2 separate regions of the Mus musculus genome follow, and region 2 is linked to region 1. Evidence: chromatin contacts called from public promoter capture Hi-C data. All regions are on one chromosome and are shown on one strand. Each heading gives the region's core, a stretch centred on a gene start, on an enhancer-like site or on the middle of the called end of the contact. The rest is flanking DNA. Distances are from core to core; before and after follow the strand shown.

Region 1 (5,293 bases), core at 922-3,421:
TTTATGATTTCAGGTAACCTAGGCTGGCTTGGTGAGTAGCCAACCTCCCAAACGTTGGTATTATCAGCATGCTCTTCCATGACCTGCTCAAAATCATTCATCAGCTGGGCGTGGTGGCCACGCCTTTAATCCCAGCACTTGGGAGGCAGAGGCAGGCGGATTTCTGAGTTCGAGGCCAGCCTGGACTACAGAGTAAGTTCCAGGCCAGCCAGGGCTACACAGAAAAACCCTGTCTCGAAAAACCAAAATAAGAAAAAATATATAAATATTTGATATGTATAAATGATAGACAGTTCTCAAACAAAAAAAGTTTAGCTTTCCATACTCAGTCTTATAAATTTTAAACATTTTCTTTGGCTTGTTTTCTCTATTTTGCTTTTTGTTTTGTTTGTGTTTGAGGCCAGGTCTTACTGTGTAACCCTGACCGGCCTGGAACTCACTCTATAGACCAGGGAGGCCACCACGGCCAGACTCAGCTTTGCTTGTTTTCTCTAATGTTATTTTCTGTTTGGCTTTGATTTCTAATTGTCAAGCCTGTGGACAGTAGTTTCCCTATCCCCTGTGTTTCTCATCAGTTTAGCTATCACCAGTCAGAGCCAGTTCACCCTCAGCTCCCTCCATCTATGTTCATTGTTCACTGGGCAAGCCACCAACCTTCCTCCGAGATTTCTTCCAAATGGGACAGCAACTGTTCGTAAGCACTGTTTTCTTCTGGGCTCTCCTGCAGGGGTGAACACGGGATATAGTACAAGGCCAATTGATACCCATTTCTAGGACTACAGCTGGAAGCCTGGGCATGGGATGGGGTTCCCATAGTCTTTCCCCGTTCCTCACCTCTAAGGATGCTGGGGAATATACAATCTTATTCAAGTTCTATTACTCTTGCTTTGCAAATGAATTAGCAATGGCAAACTGAAGGGGAGAAAGTTTCCCAGGCTGCCTGGCCCTCAAGATCTAGGTCCATCGTTTCACTCATCACTATTTACACTCTCTCTCTCTCTCTCTCTCTCTCTCTCTCTCTCTCTCTCTCTCTCTCTCTCGCACACACACACACACACACACACACACACACGCCGTGGTTTCCTGAAGAAGACCATCATGTATGTTATACTTGTACTGCCTTTGCGTTCACTTTAATAACTCACGCCTGCCCGCCTGCTCCTGAGGAACTTCCCTGAACTTTGTGCTGTGAATGTCACACTGGTAAGTCTCATAGGCGTCCTCACTTCCTGGCTTCCTCCCACCTTGGAGTGTACGTTCTTGATTATTACAGGTACAAAGAGGTCACTGAATACTGCACTTCATGAAGGGGAAGTGAGGGGCCACAGAAGCAGCAGAGAAATGGCTCTTCCCAGGGCATAGCTTGTTGCTGTGGCACTCCCTAACTGGTCCATACTCCAGCCTTGCTCACGCTGACCTCTCTCTGTGCAGTATTCCTCCTTGTTTCCCATCAGTGAAAGATTTAAGTTTCGCCTCCTCTGTGGCCATTATTTTTTCCGTGTTCGTCACTTATGACTGTCAAGACAGCCTTCCTCCTAAAGGAAGCCTTGTGTTAGTCTGCTTCCTGGTTCCCTGCTGGTGCTGAGTGAATGAACAAAGGAGTGAATGGGGCTGAGAGCTAATTGACCAGCTTGCGCTTGTGCTTGGAATGGTGTCTCTGCTAGCCAGATGCATGAACCCACAGGACGTGAATGTCAAATAGGGTACCTGCAGAAAGGCAGCCAAAACTGCCAGGCCTCCTGGGCGGCCCAAGGCTTCATGAAGTTCGGAGAAAGCAGTACTGAGGTGCACCACGTGGATCTAGAGAGGATGGAAGGATCAGATAGTGGCCAGACCTCTGATCATACCCTCTTGCTTCTTCTTGGGACAGCCCAGTCCCCACCTCAGCAGGGAAACGGTGACCATTGACTGTGTGTTCTGAGCCTGGGTGATCTGAAGTTCCCCAGTGTAGATGCAACTGCAAGGCCCGGTATTCCTGCCCAGGTCCCAGAGCCATCTTCAGCCCCGGCGGCAGAGTCAGCTGTACTGCGTGGGGAGTGGCAAGTGAGAAGTCTACCCACACGTGAGCGTGAGCACCAGCAGAACTCCTAAGTGCACAGCTTGATTGCCACTCCCCTCCATAGGTCCCGCCCCAGACACCTCACCCGTGTGGCCATTGTTGGATAGGCTCAGTTCCGGGAGAGGCTGGAGCTCATAACCCAGAAGTTCCAGGGGTTGCAGAGTGCGGCAGAATGCGGTGCGCTCCAGGCGGATGTCTACCGGGGACTGAAAGCGGCCAGCACAGGCTGGGGACACCTGGGGCCAGAGTAGGGTGCCTGGGATGAGAGGAAAAGGTGCAAGAAGTCTAGCGATTTGGACAAGAACCGTTAGGATAAGTGAGGGGTGGAGTCAGGACGCTTGGGGTGGGAGGAAGGGGGGGCGCTCCAGGGACTGGCGTGGGGGAGTGCGGGGCGCGGGAGGGGGGCCATAGAGTAGGACCTGGGTCCAGTCTAGGGCTACTACTGGGAATGTTGGTGCGGCAGATCACCAGGGCTGGGCTCCCAGATTGGGTCTGTGTAGCCGGCCGTGTCTTACCTCCATAGCTCCAATGACTGTGGCCACCCCCTGCATAAATGAGAAGAATTAATAAGCCCACTCTTACAGCCCAGTCCCTTCCCAGTGCCCAGAATAAAAAAATATTCCCTCCCGCTCTGGCAGGGGGCCTCACAGCCCCGGATGTCTTACAAGAGTGTTGCACGTAATAGAAAGGAATGTAGCAAGGCTGGTGTGAAGCACAGTGGACTACCACCAGCTGGGACTCCGCCACCGCCACCATCACTGCAGGAGCCATCAGTAGCCCTACCGATAGTTTGCAAACTAGGGTCTGTAGGCACGGCTTCAGTTTGAGATCCAAATCATCGTTCTTTTTCCCTTACTCACCCACCTTCCCACTCATCTCTCTTTCCTGTCTAAAGTTCCTGGCTTAGAGCCAAGCACGGTGGCGCACACACCTGAAATCCCAGAACTCGGAGGAAGAAGAAGGTAAAGGGCAGAACTAGTTCAAGGCCAATCCGATCTACACAATAAGACCTTATCTCATCCTCCGCCCCCAGAGCAAACCAAAGTTCCTCCACCTGTCTTTTCCCACACCGCAAATCATAGGTGAGTAACGGCTGTGAGCTCCTTGTGTGTCTTCCAGGAGCCCCCTTCTCTTCCCTTTTCATCTCTCTGTCTCTGTCTCTCTGTGTCTGTCTCTGTCTGTCTGTCTCTCATTCTCTCTACCTCCCTCTCTTCACACACACACACACACACACACACACACACACTTATTTTCCCCCTCTGTCCATTCCCAGTTCTATTTCCTCTTTAATTTCCCCCTATTCTCGGCTTTTTTTTTCTTCTCTCCTTTTAGGGGGGAAAGACTACCTATTAGAGTATAATTGCCGAATGCTCTCAGCTAGCATTTCGGGGAAGAGAGGGGAGTGGGGGAGGACAAGGCATAAACTTACCTGAGCCTAGATTTGGAAGTTAATGACCACTTACCTTTTTCATCCCCGTGGGAACCTTGACTGTGCTCAGGAGCCTCGGGAGTCGATAGATCCTCTAACCCAAGGGACTCCTCCATCCTGTCTTCAGAATTAACTTCAGGTGGATCCTCCCCATCGGGTGGATCCGCCTCTTCAGGTGCATCCTCTTCACTGGGCAGAACATCCACGCCCAGCTCATCCTCCCCAGATGAACTGTCTCCCAAGGAGGGCTCCCCCTGCATCCCGGACAGGCCCTGGGGCTGAGCAGACACTTGGAGCAGCAGGAACAGCAGCAGCTGTGCAGTAGGGGCTGGGGTCGACAAAGGGGCCCAGGGGCTGGGGCCCAGGGAGGCCATGCAGCTGACTGGGGTGTCCCAGGACACACTGTGGACGGGCTGTACGTGCATCGGAAATAGGAGCTGGGTAGGGGAGGAGCAAGCCTTGAGGGGAGCAGGCTGACTCACAGTGCCCTTTTGTAGAGATGGAGCCAAAGTCCCACAGGTTCTGTCTGGCCCTATGCCCCCTCCCCGATATCAAAGCCTGGACATTGGTGCGGTAATGGGTAGGGTTGGGGTGAGGGGCAGGTGTGTTCATAGGCAGAAAGAAGGTTATCAGGATCACCAGCTCAGCTTGGAACCCAAGGCACCACCTGGCACTGTATAGGTTCTCCCTGGCACCACCCAGCTCCTGGCCTCTGCTAGGCCTGGCCTGCTTCCCGGCCCTGGCAGGGCAGGGGAAAGAAGGAAGCTGGGCCCCCGTGGAGTTGGGCTGAGGAGGCAAGAAATCCATGCATGTATCCTGGCCCAGTCAGGTCTTGGGTAAGGGGGCAGGTTAAGACCCTGGAGGAGCCTAGGGGTGAATAGGTGGAGGGGCTCACAGCTAAGTAGAAGGCAAATTTGAGCATGATTATTTGAATCTACATATGAGACTCTAATGGTTACCCCCCCCCCCCCACTGCCTGCCAAAGTCTGATCATTTTATTTCCCGACTTCCAGGTCTTCAAAACCTCACCCAAGAAACCAGTCTTGTCTCTTGCTCTTCCACCTAATGTTCTGGTCAGATAATTTGTGTGTGTGTGCTCCTGCGCGCATGCACTTTTTTGCTTTGTTTGTTTGTTTCTTTTTCAGTGCTGGAGACTGACTCCAGGGGGCCATGGGTGCCATGCAAGCACTCTTTCACTTGAGCTTTGCTCCCAGAGCTAAACTATTCATTCGTCTCTCCAAACTCTGCACTGCCTTTGTGAATCTCCGTCTTGTTGCCCAGAATGCCATTCATGTTTGCACGCCGTATTTGTTTAATACCTACGGTATGTTAGGCACTGGGCTGTGGACTAGGGATGCGGAAATGAAAACGAAGGCTCCTATCTGAGAAGCTCTCGCTCCAGCGAGTGAGGACAGATGTCATAATTCTGCCTCAAGGAACTATGGATGTGGGTAAAATCTGTTCCCATCTTTGAAGCAGAGGTAGAAGCCCCACGGGGAGGGGTTGGTTAATAATCACAGTAAAGAGATTGGAATTCTGGACAAAGAAGAGACATGGACCATTTTGAATAGAGACTGGTCAGATGGCTTAGTGGGTAAAGACACTTGCCACCGAATCTGATGATCTGAGGTGGAACCCCAAAATCGACATGGTGGAAAGAGAGAACCATCTACTACAAGTTGCCCTCTGCCCCCTGTGTGTGCCATGGCACATGCATGTGCACACACACACACATACACCAAATAGATGTAAAATAAAGTCTTTTGAAGAGCGTGACAGAGACCAGTTCTTACATCAGGCCATGT
Region 2 (5,293 bases), core at 1,593-4,092, 1.5 Mb before region 1:
CTGCACAGAGCAGAGAGTCCATCCTCAACTCCCCGCCCTACAGACCACTATGTGCTCTTATTTAGTTATTTACTGACAGGGTCTTGGTATATGTCCCTGGCTGGCCTCAATGCACTCCATAGATCAGGCTGGCCTCTAATGGGTCAGTGGAATGTTGGCTTCCTAGTATTTGCCTGATTGTGTTCATTTCCACATATTTATACTTCTTGATAACTTTGGAATAGCAGTAAACAAAACAATAACTTTTCTTTGATAGGTTCTTATTTTAAGGCTACCCTTACACTCAGCAAGTAGCCCAGGTTAACTCAGAACTAGAACTCCCCTTCATTCTTCTGCTGATAGTCAGGATATAGGTGTGTACCCACACTCACAACAGAGAACAACAAAGGTGACTTTGCTAAATTGATGCTTTTAACTTTGTTAATGTTAAGTCACAACATTCTTGCAATATTCTTTAATAAAAAGATGAATTGGGGCCAATGAGGTGGTTCCGTGGGAAAAGGCACTTGCTGTGAAAGATTAGCAACTGAGCTCAACCCCTATAAACATCAAAGCGGAGACAGAAACAACTGCAGCAAGCTTTTCTCTATGTGCTGAGGCACCTGCATGCATGCACATGTGCACATACACACACGTACAACAATAACAGTAATAAATGAAACATGGCAAAAAAATTTAAAATAAAAACAAAGAGCTAGGCGGTGGTGGCACACGCCTTTGATCCCAGCACTCGGGAGGCAGAAGCATGCAGATTTCTGAGTTTGAGGCCAGCCTGGTCTACAAAGTGAGTTCCAGGACAGCCAGGGCTATACAGAGAAACCCTGTCTCAAAAAACAAAAACAAAAACAACAAAAAAAAGAATCAGTGCTTTATATTAAATCTTGTTAAACATATAAGTGTTCTCATTTTCATGACATTTATTAAATCATTAAAACAATTACCAAAATAACACATATTGGATGTATACTAGTATAAAACACAGAAACTATGGATAATAAAATTGTAGTAACCCATAATCTCACATCCCTTTAAGAGAGCCATTGCTAACATTCTGTTTCATCTCTTGGGTTTATCTCTGTGCATATGCACTTTTTCTTCTTTAACAGGGTCTTACTATATAATCCTGCTTGGTCTGTAACACATTGTGTAGACCAGGCTGGTCTCAAACTCAAACTCATAGTGGTCCATCTGCTTCTGCCTCCCAGTACTGGGATAAAATGTGTGAGCTACCACACCAGGTTCTATTTTTGTGTAATTATTATTCTACTGTATTCGGCTCTGTATGCTCTCTTAAAAAACATTTTGTAGTGGGAGTGGATGGTAGAAAAGGGAGAGAATGTCAGGAGCTAAAGGGTTAATCTGGAAAGGAAACTGGGATGAGGGAAAGGGGAGGGTATTGAGGGCATCCTCTTCCCCATTTTAACTGGTCAATAAAGGCTGAGGCCTGTAATTGGGCAGGGGAGGGGAGAGGTGGGAGGTCTTGGAGAGTAGGGACAGGTAGAGAGGAGAAGGGAAGGGGAGAGGACTGAAGAAGAGGAGGAGCAGAACCACGTGGCCAGGAGAAACTGCAAATAGCAAAGGGTCTCGCAGCTGGGGAATAAGTTAGCACAGTGCTAGAGCTGTCCAGTCTAGGTACATAGCTTATATTTATAACTGGATTGTGTGGTTTTTATATGGGTTTATTGGGGTTGGGAACTGGTGCAAACTAAGGATGGATGAAGCCCTAGGAAACCCTATTAGCTTGTGAACCAACTAAGAATTTTATACTATCCTTCACTTGGGAAAAGGGATTGCTTGCTTATTAATTGACTTAGTAGGGCTCATCCCTTGTGGCCTGTCCATTCTCACGCAGGCGTGAACTGAGCACAAGGACAGCTGAGCCCAAGCCAGGAGGTAGCTTTAGTCTACGGTTTGTTTGAATTCTTCCCAGGACTTTCCGAAACCATGGTGATAAGCCCAGTAAACACTTCCTCTTCCAAACTGCTTTGTTCAGTTTTATCAAAGTAACAGGAAAGCTATCTAGAACACATAATCTTGATTTTACTGCTCGGTGGTATACCGCAAGAGGCCAAGGCGGCAGCCGGGCCTTCCTCTTTCCCACCCGGTCCAGCAGACTCTTTTGCGGCATTGATAAGAGGGCTGAGCCCTGAAGTTTTAAGGTGGTGGCGACTGTAAACTTGATTCTGGAGTTGATGGCTTGGTGGGCACACGTCGGACTGAGTTCCGACCCTCCCGTTGCTATGCTGGACGTCTGGGCAACTGAGACGCGATGCGGGCGACGATCCACCCAACCACCATTAGACCGACGGCATTTCCTACTCATTGTGAAGCTCGCCATTCGTCTCACTCGGCTTCTTGGGGTTCCGTTTACATCTTTTCTCAAACCTACAAGTTAGAAGTAATCTCCAGCTCACAGCGAGAGGAAGTCACCTGTCCTTCAGACTCCAGGTCACAGTCAGCGCGAGCCAATGGAGGGACTCAGGGCTGGCAGTAGTCATTGCGATTGGCTCAAGTAGACGGAAAACACTAGCTTTCCTTATTCATGCTGAGTTCTGATTGGGCGTGACATAAAATAGCTTTTCTACAGGCCAAACCTGGTGTTGCTAAGTGATAAGTCCCGCCTTCAAAGATCTTTGAGAACAGTTTTACGGGCTGTAAGGCAAATTGTGATTGGTCAGAGCGCTCACGGATGCTGTGGTAGTAAACACAGCCGGGGTCCTGGGATGGCGGATTGGTCAGATTTTCAGAACGTCACTCCTACTGTGGCCCCGCCCTCCTGATGATTGGCCATTGGAGGCCTGTGGAGGCGGTGACATGGGTACCTCACATCCGTTTACTGTAGGCCTCCGCCGGGTCCTCAAAGAACCGCGCGAACGGGCTGAAGGAGCCGGGAGCGAGGGGCGGGGCGGGCGGAAGTCACAGCCGGGGAAGCCAGTCTGGACCTTCCCGCCTCCTTCCTCAGGGTCGGTCCGAGCGGAGGAGGGCCACCGCCTCCTCCTGCGAGGAGAAGGGGGGCGGAGCCCGGCTCAGGTGAGGCGACCCTATCAGCTAGAGTGGCCTGGGCGCGCGCGCGCGGGGCGCGCTCACGTGCAGGCGGTTGTGCACCGGGAGCGCGCCGAGGCATCGGGGAGCGCGCAGCCGTTCCGGGGCCGCCTGTCCACCCTGTCTTACTGCTGAGGGGTATTGTTACCCTTCGCCTCGGTGGGGCCAGGAGGGTGGTAGCTCAGTTCTTGTGCGCAGGCGTCCCCTGTGTCCCGACGCCCGGCTGTCGGTGCGGGGTGGGCAGGGACTAGTGCCCTGCAGATCTGCTGCTGGACATGGAGCCTCTCGGGATGCTGTGGGAACCCGCGCTCGGGATCTGCATCCTAGCGGGATGAGCCGAGGAGCGGCTGCCCTGCGGGATGGAGGCGAGTGGCTCTCTTGATCCTGCCCTGGGTCCTCCTGAGCGATGAGGTTTCGTTTCATCAGAGCAAGGCCATAAGCTGTCTGGATTCGGGAGCCAGCGGCCGACGACAGGGGTGGAGTCAGCGTTTGGGAATGCCCCAACTTGTTAGACAAAAGTGTTTAGTAGGCATTTATTGAATGGCCACTTCTTCCAGGCTTCGTGCGAGGAGCTGTGGGGTGCGGTGGTAAGAGACAGCGGTCCCATCTTCCCCTGGAGGACCGACTGCTTAGCACATAAACAACAGTAGAAATAAGGGAGCGGTTTAAGGGTTTCTGCTTTGTTTTGTTTTTCTAAAGTGCCACTTACTATGGTCAGTCTGCGTCCGAGCATCGTGGCGAACACTGTAGGAACCACATTTTGGTTATTTTTATTTTTGGAGGAAAATTTTTGGGTCAAAGACTCTTGATTACCTTAGTAGCGTGATCTGAGTCTAGGTAATTAAAATTAATAAAATTCGCAATTTTCAAGGACTGAAAGAAAAACATTTCCAAAATATGTTCTTGTACTGCTGAGTTGAATTTACATACATTTAGGTTTTTAGAGATTGAAGGGAATACTGTGCCTTACTCGTTCGTGATTTGTCTTTGTATGACATGTGTACTTTATATGGTTTTAAAAAGTGGACCGGGCACTTCGTTAGTTTGCTAGAGATTTTTGCTTTCATTTTCTGAAAAGTCTCGTGGTTGGCAGTAAGCTAAAGGCTTACTGGGTAGGGGAAAGGAGATGGGCAAAAGAGAGTGTTAAGAGAAAAGCTTGCAAGCTAAAGGAAGGCCACTTTAACCCTTCTGGAAATCTCAGCGAGCTTGGGAAGAGGAGAGACAGAGCTGGCCTCTGCTGCAGCCTTGGTGACCCGCCAGGTAAGGTCAATAGATCGAGGGCTCATTCTGGGCACTGGGGTTTTGCTAAGTAAATGGAAGTAGGACTTTGTGAGAAGTCTGTTTTCGGAAGATTTGCTTTTTTTTCCCCCTTCCCTAAAAGTTGGGTGAAAACAAAACTTTTTTTTTGTCTGCTGGGGTGCTGGCCGTTTTTTATTCTAGATGTGTTTCCAGCAGAATTCTGCTGAATTGATGAGTAATGAGATTTTGGGGAAAAGCATTTTAAAGAAGGGGTGTTTCCCTAATTTTAAGGGTCAGTGTGTTCAGAAGAGACTACTCTAGACTATCCAATTAGAATTAAATTTAATTAGAATTTTTTAAAAAATTATTTGGACAGCAAAATGCACTTTTTAGTATTTAAAGTTCTTAACATTAGTTCCATCCTATTAAAAATCCTGTGCTGAGTGAGCGGCAGACGGTGCCTCCGTGCTGATAGACTCCTGAGTCAGCCTCCAGTTTTCCTAAGAAAGGGGGAAAAAAAGAACCCAAAATACAGCTTCCATGTTAACTTGCAACTCAGCTGATTTCTCAGAATGTAAATTAGCTGTAAATGCGTTTTCCTTGTGTTAGTTGTGAGCATGTGTGCTGACTGCACCTGCCCTTTATTAACAGGGATGCTATCTGCTGACTCCCTCGGTGTGGCAGGTGGGATGGGGTGCGAGCAGCACCACACTGTCTGTCTAAGGTGACTTCCTATGCTTAAAGACCAGACGCTTAGAATTCCTGCTCCTTACTGTTTCCTGGGCATGCCTTGGGGTTTTAGGTATCGTTCTTGTGGCTAAAAAGTTTTTATTATGGCAACTGGAGAGATGGCTCAGTGGTTAAGGGCAGTACCTGGTCTTCTTTTGATGCCAGCACCCACATGGTAGCTCACATTTGTAACTCCAGTCCCAAGGGATCTCACACCTCTTCTGGCCTCCCCATGCACATGGTGCATAGACAGACTTGCAGGCAGCTGAACGACCAAGCCAGC

What was found. Promoter capture Hi-C pulls out the DNA fragments that hold promoters and counts their contacts.
Region 2: a contact with region 1 is called in a promoter capture Hi-C map of liver, with 4 times the contacts expected there. The contact joins the promoter of Zbtb5 here to the promoter of Arhgef39 in region 1.

Annotation. Positions count from the first base shown.
Region 1 is chr4:43,505,625-43,510,917 of GRCm38.p6, reverse strand. It overlaps Arhgef39 (Rho guanine nucleotide exchange factor (GEF) 39), which reads left to right and starts at 2,171. Exons shown (of 12, transcript NM_001013377.3): 1 at 2,171-2,333; 2 at 2,955-3,141. Car9 (carbonic anhydrase 9) reads right to left here and starts at 3,892. Exons shown (of 11, transcript NM_139305.2): 1 at 3,523-3,892; 2 at 2,575-2,604; 3 at 2,145-2,315; 4 at 1,883-2,025; 5 at 1,708-1,800; 6 at 655-721. The coding sequence starts at 3,862.
Region 2 is chr4:45,009,961-45,015,253 of GRCm38.p6, reverse strand. It overlaps Zbtb5 (zinc finger and BTB domain containing 5), which reads left to right and starts at 2,842. Exons shown (of 2, transcript NM_173399.3): 1 at 2,842-3,030. 1700055D18Rik (RIKEN cDNA 1700055D18 gene) reads right to left here and starts at 2,444. Exons shown (of 1, transcript NR_166789.1): 1 at 903-2,444.